2 separate regions of the Rattus norvegicus genome follow, and region 2 is linked to region 1. The links are chromatin contacts, called in public Hi-C maps. All regions are on one chromosome and are shown on one strand. Each heading gives the region's core, a stretch centred on a gene start, on an enhancer-like site or on the middle of the called end of the contact. The rest is flanking DNA. Distances are from core to core; before and after follow the strand shown.

Region 1 (7,120 bases), core at 3,020-5,519:
CTCTCCAGCTCCCATGAATAAATCTTTAAAAAAAAAAAGGGGGGTTGGGGATTTAGCTCAGTGGTAGAGCGCTTGCCTAGGAAGCACAAGGCCCTGGGTTCGGTCCTCAGCTCCAAAAAAAAAGAACAAAAAAAAAAAAGAACTGGGGATGTGACTGTGTAGAACGCTGCCTACCATGTGTTGGTCCCTGGGATTCTATCCCCAACAGCACTGAAGGAAAACAACATAGAGAAGCAAGTCAGATATAAACAGCCTGTAACTCTGTCTGTTTGGGAGCCTGAGGCAGGAGGATCATAAAGTCAAGGTCTACTTGGGCTACTGAATAAATTCAATGGCTAGGCACAGTATCGCACACCTTTGATCCTAGTGCTTCAGAGGCAGAGGCAGGCAGATCTCCGGGAGTTCAAGGCCAGCCTGATCTTCAGAGTAAAGATCCATGACAGCCATATGTTCCAGGACAACATACATATGTTCCAAACCAAAGGAATTAATAAATTAGTTAAAATGTACTTCATTTTTAGCAGAGTGTGGTGGTGCAGGCCTTTTAATCCCAGCACTCAGGAGGCTGCAGAGGCAGATGTATCTTTATGAATTTGAGGCCAGCGTGGTCTACATAGAGTGAGCCTCTCTCGAAAAACAAAGAGGTTTTATGTGTTTGAGTGTTTTATATGTATATATGTAAATAAATACACCAGAAGCCATACACACACACACACCATAGCCCCTGGATTTAGAGTTAACAGATGGTTGTAGCCTCTGTATGGTGGTGGAGGTCAAACCTAGGGCTTTGTAAGAGCAACAAATGCTCTTAAAGGCTGAGCCATCTTTCTACCTCCAACTGAGGTTTTTTTTAAAAATAGTTTATTATTTTAAAGTTTATTTATTTCTTCTTTTTGTTTTTTGTTTTGTTTTTCTTTTTTTTTTTAAGATTTATTCATTTATTATATATAAGTACACTGTAGCTGTCTTCAGATACACCAGAAGAGGGAATCGGATCTCTTTACAGATGGTTGTGAGCCACCATGTGGTTGCTGGGAATTGAACTCATGACCTCTGGAAGAGCAGTCAGGTGCTCTTAACCACTGAGCCATCTCTCCAGCCCCTTGTTTTGTTTTTCTAGACGGGGTTTCTCTACATAGTCCTGGATGTCCTAGAACTCACTGTGTAGATCAGGCTGTCCTTGAACTCACGGATTTAAGGATATGGTGGTGTGCCACCACACTTGGCAAATTTTATTTTGTTTTTATTTGTGTATGTGTGTGTATGGAGACCAGATTCTCTCCAGTCCCTGTGGATTTTAGAGAGACTCTCATGCAGGCAAGGCTGCCCCTGAAGGATCCTGCCTCTCCCTCCTGAGGACGGTGTTATAGGCATGGCCCACCATGGCTGGTTAGATTTCTACTGTGCCTACAAGTTAGTCTACACTGAATTTGCTGCTGTTATTTTTGGCCTAGATTTAGTGTCATGATCTTTTAATCCCTAATCCCTCTTTTCCCACAGTGCACTGGGACTTAGTATACTTTTAACCTCTTACTGGCTAATCAAAATTTGTAGCAAAAGAATGAGGTCCTTGCGGCTTTTCTGCTTAAATTCTCCACCCACCCTGTCGTGATGAGCCAGCCATGGCAACCTCCTATCAGCCCTGCTGCTGCCTGCCTCTTCCTCATTTAGGGTCTTTGCACATCGTGTCTCCTTGCTAGTTTCCTTCCTTGTCTGGCCAATAACTCTTGGTCCTTCAAGTCTGCATTATAGCTCACTCCTCAGTGAGAACTTTCACGCTCTTCTCAAGAGGCCATTTGCCTGTACTTCCTCATTGCACTTTGCACAGCTATAATTGAGTCACTTTGAATAACTATTTGCATGGTCTCAATGTCCTTAACTAGTCTATAAACGCCAAGGGAAAGTGAATCGTAAGCCTTTCTCCCTAGCACGTTGCTGAGCGCTCAGTGGATGCTGTTAAAACGCTCCAGTGGGGAGCCTGCACTAGAACCTAAACTCAGTTCCCGTGTCATAGTCTCCAAGCCCTAAAAATACTACCAACCACTCCAGCCTTCCCTTCCTGCTTCTCAGGGATTAAACATATCGGTTTGGTATGTTTATTTAGGAGTCTGTGAAACCAATCTGCTAAACAAACCCAGGGTTAGCATTACTCTACCCACAAGGGGGTTTTAGCGTTTAACCCAGGAGCTCCTGCAGAAGAGGTGCTCTCACAGGAGGTAATCAAGGTTCCCTGTACCCGAAGAAGCTGTCAGAAGCACTCCCACCCCCACACAAAAGGAACCTACAGCATACCTGACATTTTCAAATGTTTTCAACTTATTCATTTACTTTTGCTTTCAATTTTTTTTAACCTTTATTTTTTTGGGACAAACTTGGTGGGCAGGAGGTATTATCTTCTTTCTTAAAGGAGGGAATCTGGGACAGGTGTAATAATTTTCCTAGTGTTGTACCTGGACTCGGGAGACCAGTGTTTACACTCTCTCTTGCTCTCAGGGGATGATTTCCAGTCTAATTCTCTTTTTGCAAAACCATGCTGCCTCCAAGCGTAAGCTATTGCTGATACAGTTTATATACAAATCTGGGCCGGGAGGTGACCCGCTACTTATCGTTCATAAAAAGCATTAGGCTTCTCTCATTCAATTAGCGGGATCTCCACTCTGAGATGGGACATTTTACTAAGAGTTCTTCAACTTTGGTGCCTGATCGAGTTCACTTAAGCCGTAAATGTGAGTATCAGCAGAAAAGAAATGCTTTTGCACTCTGAGCGACTTATGAAGTAAAATCCAAGAATCTTGGCCTTTTCCTCCTGAGTCTGTCAAATCAAAACCTTCTCTATCTAGCGAGCAGATGGTGTTAGGTTAACAATATCGCATTGCTCAGGTGTCTGCTATTTGCAATAACAAAACCTACTATTAAATATCCCTGTACAGTGATGATGATGATTAAGAGTGCATTTAGGGGGCTGGAGAGATGGTTCAGTGGTTAAGAGCACTGACTGCTCTTCCAGAGGTCCTGAGTCAATTCCCAGCAACCACATGGTGGCTCACAATCATCTGTAATGAGATCCGATGCCCTCTTCTGGTGTGTCTGAAGACAGCTACAGTGTTCTCATATAAATAAAATAAATGTTTTTTTTTTTTTTTTTAAAGTGCATTTGGATGGTGCATGCCTTTGATAACAGCATTTCGGAGGCAAGGGCAGGCAGAAATATGAGTTCAAGGCTAGCCTGGTCTACCTAGTGAGTTCAAGGACACCTAGAGGCACCCTGTCTCAAAAAACTAACCAAAACCCCCTACAAACAAAAAGTCTTTGCTCATCCTTTGGATCTCTTCTGGATCTTAGTTCACGAATAGATGATTTCTTTTCGAGCTGTTGTACGGTGACATTATGTTCTTCTTCGGGTCAAAAGCAGGGATCTATTTAATAGCTTGGTAACTTCCACAGCATGCTTAATCTCGATCTCCCCAGCTCTAACACCGGTTGGTAGCCACTTTGAACTTGAGAGTCTCTAAGATTAATGTGTCAGAAAGCACTTAATGGCAAAGCCCTGCACACAGCACGTCCTGGAATAGTGTTCATTTTCCTGTCCTCAGATCAAGAATATTTCCTCTTAAGGTCTGACAGACTCCGTGGAAGTATGTGCAACATTGTGTGCACACGTGTGAGGTGTCTTTTTCTTGGAAATAAAGTCCAGAGTTTACTAGATTATTTTGGGGTCACTGCTCTGCAAAGGGACTGTCTATTTTTTTTTTCCCCTCAAATGCCAAAGGAGTAAATGTCTTGTGTACAGGGCAATGGCGGCGGGCTTTTTAATATTTAGTGGAAGTGGTGCTCCTGGGTGCTTTTTTCAAGTCCCTGAGGAAGAAAGGTGACAAAAGTCCTAAGGAAGGGCGCTGGTGTCTTCTGGGCGGACCTCCGTGAAGTTTTCTCGGTGAGCTCTTAAGATCTCTCTCCTGGTTCCTTTTCAAATTGGGGGAGAGTTAGCAAATGCAGTTATGAATTAGGGCTCAAGTCTCGCAAGTAGCAGAAGCCTCTGCAACATTAAGAAACGCGCTTCTGCGTGTTTTCTTAAGACAAAGCAATTTTCCTCTGCACGTTTCTTAAAAAACTCCAGTCGCGACCCCGGCCACTCAGGGCTCCTAGGCCCAAAGTAGTGGCGGTGGGGGCGGAGAGACCGCGCGCGCCGCTTCCGCTCCTCCAGCCCACCAGAGGGCGTCACGGGCACGATTCTACCTTCCCGAGATGCTCCGCGCCGGGCCCCTTCCGCGTGGGTTAGTGAATGTGAGAGTCAGCGCTCGCGCCGCGCGCGCCGCCCGTCTCTGCCGCTCGGCTCCCACATCCCGGCTGTGAGAGGCGGGCGCGCGCGCCAGAGCATAGAGACGGGCGTTGAGCTGTCCGGCTAGAGCGTCGCTGAATCGGAGCCGGAGCCCGAGCCGCGCGCTGTGTCTCCGCTGCGTCCGCCGAGGCTCCGAGTGTCAGGGACAAAAGCCGCCGCCGCGCCCTCTGCTCCTGCCGCCGGGGCTCATCCGCCGCCGCCGCCGTGCTGACGAGGAGTCCGCCACCGACGTTACCAGTGAGGATCCGAGAGCCATGTCGGCCAGCAGCCTCTTGGAGCAGGTACAGGCCCAGCCCGCATGTCTCGGCCATTGTGTGAGGCGAGATGGGGCCCGACTAGGCCCGGGCCCGCCGCTCCGGGCCGGGCCGCGGCGTCGCCTCTCGCGGGTCGGGATTCGGGCCTCAGGCCGGCCGCGCCCTGAGCCTCCCCGCCTGGCCCGCTCTTCCCGCTCCTCCCCAGGCCTCGCTCGCCGCGCCGCGCTCCGTCCCATTAGCGGCCAGGGCTTCCCTTCCTCGTTTCCTTCTCCTTCCCTCGTGTCGCTGCCGGCGCTGCCCCGCTGACTCGCCGGCCTAGCGCTCTTCCCCGCCTTCCCCTCACCACGCGTGCCCCCCAGGCCTGTTCCTTTCTTCCCGGCTCGGGCCCTGCTTTCATTTGTCTTTCCCTTTCCGTTTTCTTCCCGGACGACTTGCTGCTCGGCGACGTCCCCTCCTCTCGCAGAGACCAAAAGGTCAAGGAAACAAAGGTAAGCCCCGCTCCGCCGGTGACCGCCGGCCGGGATGTTGGGGGGGGGGTACGCCGGGCAGTGGGGGCGGTGTCTCGGGGACGTGCCCCGGGGAAAGGACCATTCCGAAGCCGCTCAGTTCGCAGGTGCCTCGCGCGGGTTGTTCGACCCTTTTGGTGTGTTCCTGCAGCTGGCGTGTAGCTTTTTCGTTAACAACGAGTAATTCATGAGCGGGTGGGGGTGGAATGCATTTTGAAAAGCACCAGGTCCTTAGTTTCCCGTAGGTCTTAGGAGGCCTTTGTTTTTCCTCCTCGCGGATCACTTTCTGGAAGTAACTCACATGTGAAAGGGGGTAGAGAAAGCCGGAGGGAATTGAAATTCGAAGGAGCCAATAAACTGACCTTTTAAAAAGATCGGCTTGCTCTGGGGTGGAGAGACTTTTTACTGTTGAATCTTGCTTTAGCCTTGGCGCCCATCGTTATCTGTCCGTTCCCCCCCACTCCCCCGGAGCTTCAAACTAAGTGGCTCTCTGAACTAGCATAGTTTCTTCTTGGGGAGGATGTAAATTGATGGATTTGGAAGGGAGTTTGTCAGACCAGGGCATTACTAATTTGACTTTTCCCCTCTAGTACAAAATGGTTCTGTGCATCAAAAGGATGGTCTAAATGATGATGATTTCGAACCTTACTTGAGCCCACAGGCAAGGCCGGTGAGTAGTTGATCTTTATTATCTGAGGATCTGAGGGGACAGTGTACTGTTAGACATTCTCTGCCCTATCAGTAAGTCTCACTATTGTGTTGGGGGGTGGTTGACTCTCCTAATATAACTTACTAACTTGTTATATGGAATATTTATTGGAAGCATACGCTGTGTGGTCAAGAAATCGTGTGCTCTGAAACCGTAGTACTGATAACATTCGTTGTATAAGAGCGATAACACTGGCATGAGTAATTGCCCCTAGTTTGCCAGGAATGGATCAGTGCAGAACTTAAGAATGTTGACCAGTGTTTAGCTTGAGCTCTAAAGAAAACAAAACCTTTTTTTTTTTTTTTTTTTTTTTTTTAGGAAAACTGGGATGATAATGGGAGGAAAATCTAGTGAATTATCACTTGAACTTCACCTATACAAAACCATCATCCCTTTGGTCTCTAATTAGGCTCTTTGTGTATTAAAACTATTTCATATGAGACAGTATGATGCTTGCTCGTTTGATTTTTTTTTTTTTTTTTTTTTTTGTTATTTAGTGTCCATAGAGAACAACCTCGTTCCTAGCTCTTTTGGCTGATGTGTTTAGGAAATGGAGTTCAAGGAGGTTAAAACACTGTCGAACTGTTGACACTTAGACCAATAATGATAACAGTTGCAGGTAGGGGTCAATGGTAGAGGGTTTTTGCATCAGTGTGTCCTTTAGCATAGTCCCCATTGCCACCAAGAAAAGTTTGAGACACATTTATTATTTTTGATGGGAAGATTAGTTGCATATGTATTTAGATACTCCTGATATGAACTGTAGGTATTGAAATAGATTCACCAACTTTGTTTCTCCATCTCAAGACAGCCACAAAATTTTAGTTAACATTAAGTCTGTAGATAAATGTACCCAAAAGAATTGAAGATTTTGATTTTAAGATGCTACAGCATAAATTAAGAAGTTCAAGGAGGGGTTGGGGATTTAGCTCAGTGGTAGAGCGCTTGCTAGACAAGCTCAAGGTCCTGAGTTCTGTCCTCAGCTCCGGAAAAAAAAGTTCAAGGAGTGGAACGTTTACATACAAATTTTAACCTATTCTGTAGGAAAGAAATATAGCTGGTTTTTAGTGACTTGACATTGTGTATGTGTTCAGATTTGGACCTGATTGTTTGGTAAGATTTTTGAGCCTATCTAAGATTTTCACATTGAGAGTACAAAAACTATCTAGGAAGTGATTGGCAAGAGTTTCCACACTGGCCAAACAGCCAGTCAAAAAAAGCAGAGACAGAAATAGAGGAATGAAATATTAATAGTTGCTACTAATGGTGTAGTTTGCTTTCCTAATCATTGTTACTGAGTGGGAGCATTTAGAAC
Region 2 (7,120 bases), core at 3,176-5,675, 200 kb before region 1:
ACACACACACACGCACGCACACACGCACACACACACACCCCATGTGTGCCTGGTGCTTACTGAGGTCAGAAGGGGACATTGGGTCTGTGGAACTGGAGTTATAGATGGTTGTAAGCCACCATGTAGGTGTTGAGAATTGAATACTAGTCTTCTGCAAGAACATGTACTCTTAACCAACTCTCCAGCCTGTTATACCCATTTTTATTTAATTAAAATTGTATCATTTAAAAAATGTAAGAAACCATTTGTTAGTGTAGTGAGCAATTTCTTTGCCAAACAAATAAGGTCAGTTTTCTTTTAGCTTAGTTTATTTAGTATGGAAGACTAAGGTTATTATAGAATAAAGTAGGGTGCCCTTGAGGGGTGAGCGTGACAGTGGCCCAAGGGTCTTTTGTGTCTGTTATGTCTAATTTTGCTTTTTTGAGACTAGGTCTCTTTAGGCTGTCCTGGAACTCACTATGTGGGCCAGGCTGGCCTAGAACTCACAGAGATCCTCTTGTTTCTGCCTCCCAAGTGCTAGGTTAAAGGCGTGCACTCCCGCGCCTGGCAGAGCTTTTGGGTTTGTTGCTCTCGTGCTTCTATCTCAGCAGCTCTCAGCCTGTGGGTAGAGACCCCTGTGGGTCACATAGCAGGCATTCTTTTTTTTTTTTTTCTTTTCTTTTTTTCAGAGCTGGGGACCGAACCCAGGGCCCTGCGCTTGCTAGGCAAGCGCTCTACCACTGAGCTAAATCCCCAACCCCTGCAGACATTCTTATAGCAGAGATTTGCATTATGATTCATAACAGTAGCAAGATTACAATTAGGAAGTAGCAACAAAATAATTTTATTATTTTAATTTTAAAATTTTATACAATTATTTAAAATAATCTCATTTTATTATTATTATGAGTAACTGTGCTGGAGGGTCTCAGCATCAGGAAGGGAGAGAGCTAGTGCTCTATCTGATCAAGGGTATTTATTGAGTAGCTATGCTCGCAGCTAGTGTGTTGTTTCAAAGTTGATGGGAAATTTTTTATGATGTTGTCTTAACAGTGGAAGCTAGAAGCGCTGTCAGCAATACAGCCCTCCCTTCTATTTAAAGGGGGAAGCATGAACTTTATGTAGTCGCAGTCCTTCAGGCGTAGGAGATAAATTCCTCTAAGATTAAATGAGGCTAAAAGTGATGTTAGTTCATCCTTCTCTTGTGGGGTTTGGTGTTTTCCTAAAGCTTTAAGAATATATGCCTGCTCGTTGGTTCACACCTATAATCCCAGCATTCTGGAGACTGAGGCAAGAGGATTACCACTAGTTTGATGCTAGCTTAAGATAATTAATTCCAGTACAGCCTGGGCTACAGATTGATTCTCTATATCAAAAAACAAGATAGATAGGTGGGTGGTTGGATAGATGGATGGATGGATGGTTGGACAGACAGACAGACAGGTAGGCTGGCTGGCTGGCTTGGGGGTTGGTTTAGTTGGTAAAGTATTCCACTTGAAAGTGGTGGGCATCGTGATAAGTGATTGTACCCCAGTGCTGGGGAGGCAGAAGCAGGTCGATCCTTGGGGACTCCCTGGCTAGCCAGGCTAGCCTAAGCAGTGAGCTCTAAGTCAGTGAAAGGAGATGGGCAGTGTTCTGGATGACGGCACATGAGATTGTCCTTGAGTCTTCACATGAATCTGTATAAACATGTGTAATGCAGGCATGTGCACCTATACATAAGTACAAATACAAGCACATGAAAAATTACTACTAATGAGTTAATTGGAAAATAAAAATTTCTTAAGATTTTTTTTTGTTTGGGGGTGTTAATTTGGTTTCAAGGCTAAGGATTTATTTTGTGTATGAGGCTGTTTTGTCTGCATATATGTCTGCCTACCACAGACATGTCAGTGCTCTCAAAGGCCAGAAGAGAGTGTCATCTCCTGGGACTGGAGTTACAGATGGCTGTGAGCTGCCATGTGGTTGCTGGGAATTGAACTTCAGTCCTCCAGAAGAGCAGTCAGTGGTCTTTTTTTTTTTTTTTTTTTTTTCTTTTCTTTTTTTCAGAGCTGGGGACTGAACCCAGGGCCTTGTGCTTGCTAGGCAAGCGCTCTACCACTGAGCTAAATCCCCAACCCCACAGTCAGTGGTCTTAACTGCTGAGCCATCTCTCCAGCTCTGAAGAGACATTCTTTAAAAGACGAGTAGTTTGACTTAGTACAGAACATACAAAGGCGCGTGCCCTCTGCTTCTGCTTATAATCTCATCACACGCACACAGTATGTGCTTTAACATTGGGTACGATGAAGGCTGGTTAGTGTCCTAACCTCCATCGAGTGGTAACGGTGGGTCGTTGGATCCTTGACTGACTGGATTTATTCTTTCATCAAATTTTCGTTGGCACACTGCCCCATCTGCCTTAAAGGGAAAAAGGAAAAGAATAGGGTAGTGTTTCAGGGGCCTGGGGTTAGATAGCTCAGTGGCAAGGTGCTCGCTGCATAGGCATAAGAGCATGAGTTCAGACCTCAGCTCATCTGACGGCCAAGCATAGTGCCTGTGTAATCCCAGGCCTGGCCAGGTAGAGACATGTGATCTCTGGGTCTTGCTAGGCATCCAGTGCAGCTGAGTCAGTGAGTTCCAGATCAATTGTACTGTGACTGAGAAAATACCCAGTACTGACCTATGGCCTGCAAGCATATGTCAGTATGCACTTGGATCCACATACACACACAAAAAAGATACAATTTAAGGTCTTAAGAGATATGGAAAAAAAAAAGGGGGCTGGGGATTTAGCTCAGTGGTAGAGCGCTTACCTAGGAAGCGCAAGGCCCTGGGTTCGGTCCCCAGCTCCGAAAAAAAGAACCAAAAAAAAAAAAAAAAAAACAAAAAAAAGAGATATGGGCTTGGGCTGGAGAGACGGCTCAGTGGTTAAGAGCACTGACTGCTCTCCCAGAAGTTCAATTCCCCGCAACCACATGGTGGCTCACAACCATATGTAATGGTGTCTGATGCCCTCTTCTGGTGTGTCTGAAGACAGCTACAGTGTACTCATATACATAAAATAAATAAAATTAAAAAAAAAAGAAAGAGATAATGGACTTTTTTGTTTGTTTTTATTTTTTGGGACAGGGTTTCTCTGTGTATTCTTGGTTGTCCTAGAACTCCCTATATAGACCAAGCTGGCCTTGAACTCACAGACATCTGCCTGCTCTGCTTCCTGAGTGCTGGGATTAAAGAGATTTGGAATTGTTAATGTCAGATAAAGTTAACTTTTTAAACAAATAAAAGTAGTTGTGAAGCTAGGGAATTAGCTCAGTTGGTAAAGACTTACTTTAAACTCTCTGAATCGGGAGCTGGAGAGATGGCTCAGAGGTTAAGAGCACTGATAACTCTTCCAGAGGTCCTGAGTTCAAATCCCAGCAACCACATGGTGGCTTACAACCATCTGTAATATACATTAGATAAATAAAAATAAAAAAAAAGAGTTTAAACTCTCTGAATCTATGCAAAAAAGCCAGGTGTGATGCCTTGTTGTAATCCGGGCATTGGGGAGGTAGGGACAGGCAGATCCCTGAGGCTCTCTGTCCAGCCAGCCTAACCTAATTGGGGAGCACCAGGTCCCAGTGAGAGAACTTGTCTCAAAAAATAAGGTGGAGAGTGATTGAAGAATACACCCAACATCTACCTCTGACTTCCATATACCTGCATCATATGCACATAGGTAAATTATTAGTGCTGTAAGCCTGTGTGAAAACTAATTTACAATAACATATAACTCATGGAAACTATTTATAATAACCTATGTCTCATGTGGAAGCTAATTTTTTTTTAAAGATTTATTTATTTAATGTATGTGAGTACATTGTAGCTGTCTTCACACACCAGAAGAGGACAGCAGATCTCATTACAGATAGTTGGGAACCACCATGTGGTTGCTGGGATTTGAACTCAGGACCTGTGGAAGAGCAGTCAGTGCTCTTAACCACTGAACCATCCCTCCAGCCCACTAATTTATAACACATAAAGTGCACTAGCAAAATAATCTCAATTATGTTGTCTTTTTTGTTCCTTTTTACACAACTGATCAGTGATATTATGTGTTCATAATTTCTAGGCCTATGCACATTTTGTAATTTAAATCAGCCATAACTCAAGAGAGTTGATTCTCTCCTTTTCCCATGTGGGTCCTGGGGATGAGAGTCAGCTTTAGCGAGCCCTTTTACCCAGTAAGCCATCTACTGGTCCCCAAGTGTTTTTTGAATGCCATAGTATACTGTGTGTGTATTATGCTATTTTATGAGGCTGTTGAGACAGTCCCCCCTTGTTTGTTTGTTTACTTATTAGTTTATAGTTTCATAAGATGAGGCGGAGGTGATCCAGGAAGACGCTCAGCGTCTAGCCCTAGCCCTGGCCTTCACATCTCTGCATGCAGCCCAGGCCGCTCTTGAACAAACAGCAGTGTTTCTGCCTCAGCCTGCGGTTAGACAGGGCCAGCACTCCCAGCCGCAGTTCCTACTGTCAAGGAATGTACAGTCCAACAAGAAAGAGACAAGTACACAGATGATTGCAGCCAAGGTGGCAGTGCAGCTGGAGGCAGAGCACACTCCCCAGAGACTCCCCATAACTGACGAGACGAGGATCTAATGCAGACGGAGGAATGAAAAGGCTCAAGGAAGTAATGTGCCCTGGAGGCTAGAGACCGGCAGCTGGACAGATCAGAAAGAAAAGACGGAGGGAACAGCATATGGCTGTGTGAGTTAGACCCGGAGAAATGTATCATAGCTCCAAGGGTCAGCAGCACTAAAGATAAGGGTAGATGTGGGAGAGTTGTGAAAATTCCACACAAGGTCAGGATCTCTGAATGCTTGATTCACATGCCTCAGACTTCCAAGTGCCTGGGTTATAGATTACTGTATACTATATAGTATATTATGCGCCACCAGGACTGTATACTTATATTCTGGAGGTCACTGTTTGTGGACGTGGCACATGTCTGTAGTCCTGAAACTTGAAAGGCTGAAGCAAGAGAACTGAGAGGGCCTTGGGAGGAGCTATCTATGGATTAGAAAGGGGGCGGAGCTTGAGCTGACAGCACAGTGGTAGAACACTTGCTTAGCATATACAAGGGAATGGATTGATCTCCAGCACAAAAACATGGTTGTAGCCAGTGTGAGCTTGGTGTTACCTGTCTGTAATCTCAGCACTGCGAGGATTGAAAGCTCCGGACCTTCCTGGGCTACATAGAAAGGGACAGAATCAGAACAGAACCAGGCTTGAGATTATTGTCCTAAATACACAGAGACATTGTGCTCTAAAGCATCGCACACATCCTGTTGAACCCAGAATTAATAGAAAGCTTTTCACAAAAGAAAAAGAAAGTTTGAACCAGATCAGTAAATCCTGAAGGAATTACCTTGTCAGCTGGGGTTGCAGCTCAGCTGGTGGATGGTCTGGCTGGTGGACTCAGAGCCTGCGGATCTGCTCTCATACCATGCATACTGAGCTGTGAAAGGTCTTCTTAGGGACTCTGAGGACAGCCTGGGAGACGCGAGACCTTGTCTTTGAGAGGGAGAAAGGAGCACTTCAGCCCATTGTCTTTACAGACTTGTGTTTAGAGCAATTTCTCTTCTTGAGACCAAAGGAGCACCTTAGGGGAGGAAGGATGGGTTTCGTGGACAGTTCAGTGGGGTCTGCCCTGAGTGGGTGAGAGGGCCCAGCAGCAGGAGTGTGAAGTAGTTGCCTGGCATCTCAGCTGGGAAGCAGGAAAGGAAGAGTGCTGCTGCTCTGTGGCCCAGTTGTCCAGGAGCTCCCTGTAGACCAAACTGGCCTCGAACTCCCAGGTATCTACCTGCCTCTGCCTCCTGAGTGTGGCGATTGAAGGTGTGTGTCATCATGCCCGGAGTTTTCACTTTTTAACAAATATGTGGAGCTGGGGAGATGGCTCAAGAGTTAAGAGCACTGGCTGTTCTTCCAGAGGACTGGGGTTCAATTCCCCGCACCCACATGGTGGCTTACAACTGTCTGTAACTCCAGTTCCAGGGGATCTGACACCCTCACACCAGTGCATATAAAATAAAGTTAAATACATTAAAAGAAGTTTTTTAAAATTTATTTCATTTGATTTTTTTTCCCATGGCTGTCCTGGAACTCAGTTTGTAAACCAGGCTGGCATCAAACTCAGAGAGCCACCTGCCTCTGCCTCCTGAGTCCTGGGATTAAAGGTGTGTGCCACCACTGCCCAGCTTGCTTTATTTATTATGTGAGTGTGTATGCATCTGAGGTATCAGAAGAGAGCTTGGAGTCTCTCCTCCCCTCCCGTCTAGGTATTGAGCGCAGGTCATCAGGCTTAGCAGCCTGGTGCCTTTGCCTGCTAAGCCACCTCACTAGTCTCTATTTTCTCTTCAGCCCAGGACACTAGCCCATGCATAGTGTGAGTGCTCTCCTAACGTTCATTTATTCATTAATTTACTGTATGTGGGAGTGTGCATGCAACTGCACCCACGTGGCAGTCAGGGGACAACTTTGTGGCCTTGGTTCTTTTTCTACACCTTTACGTAGATTCTAGAGGTGAAACTCAGGTCTCTAGGCTTACATAGCAAACCATTCGCCAGCCTTAGTTAAACCTTTCTGGAAATACTTTCTAAGTAAAACCTGAGGTGGGTTTTCGTGGTGATTCTCTGTCCGTCAACTTCACAGTCATGATCAAACACTGCGCAGCCCTTCCTTAGATTTTGAGGTGGGCACCTTTAGGTTCCTGGTGCCTAAGCCAGGGAGCAGGAAGTATGAGTGCTTAATGGTTATTGGATTCTGTTTATTTTCTATTCATTTATTTTGAGTTTTCGAGACAGGGCTTTTCTGTGTAGCCCTGGCTATCTTGGAATTCCCTATGTAGACTGGGCTAGCCTTGAACTAACTCACAGAGATGTGCCTGCCTCTGCTTCCTGAATACTGGGATTAAAGATGTGTGCCCACTGCTATTTGTTTGATATATATATATATATATATATATATATATATATATATATATTTTTTTTTTTTTTTTTTGGTTCTTTTTTTCGGAGCTGGGGACCGAACCCAGGGCCTTGCGCTTCCTAGGTAAGCGCTCTACCACTGAGCTAAATCCCCAGCCCTTGATATATTTTTGAGATAGAATCTCACT

Evidence for each region. A called contact is a pair of places that touch in the nucleus more often than the background predicts.
Region 2: a Hi-C map of Schwann cells shows a contact between it and region 1, with 4 times the contacts expected there. The contact joins the enhancer-like site here to the promoter of Ythdf2 in region 1. A contact is called at or near these places in 2 of 12 Hi-C or Micro-C datasets (Schwann cells and mammary epithelial cells).

Annotation. Positions count from the first base shown.
Region 1 is chr5:149,687,207-149,694,326 of GRCr8, reverse strand. It overlaps Ythdf2 (YTH N6-methyladenosine RNA binding protein F2), which reads left to right and starts at 4,269. Exons shown (of 5, transcript NM_001047099.2): 1 at 4,269-4,617; 2 at 5,054-5,078; 3 at 5,687-5,766. The coding sequence starts at 4,591.
Region 2 is chr5:149,886,451-149,893,570 of GRCr8, reverse strand. All of the region lies in intron 2 of Phactr4 (phosphatase and actin regulator 4), which reads left to right. Among named protein-coding and RNA genes, the nearest start is that of Phactr4, 15 kb to the left of the region's middle. Within about 2 kb of position 4,425, at least 13 of the 93 cell types and tissues checked have an H3K27ac peak or open chromatin away from gene starts, as enhancers often do. A contact at or near this core is called in Schwann cells, where this site is marked.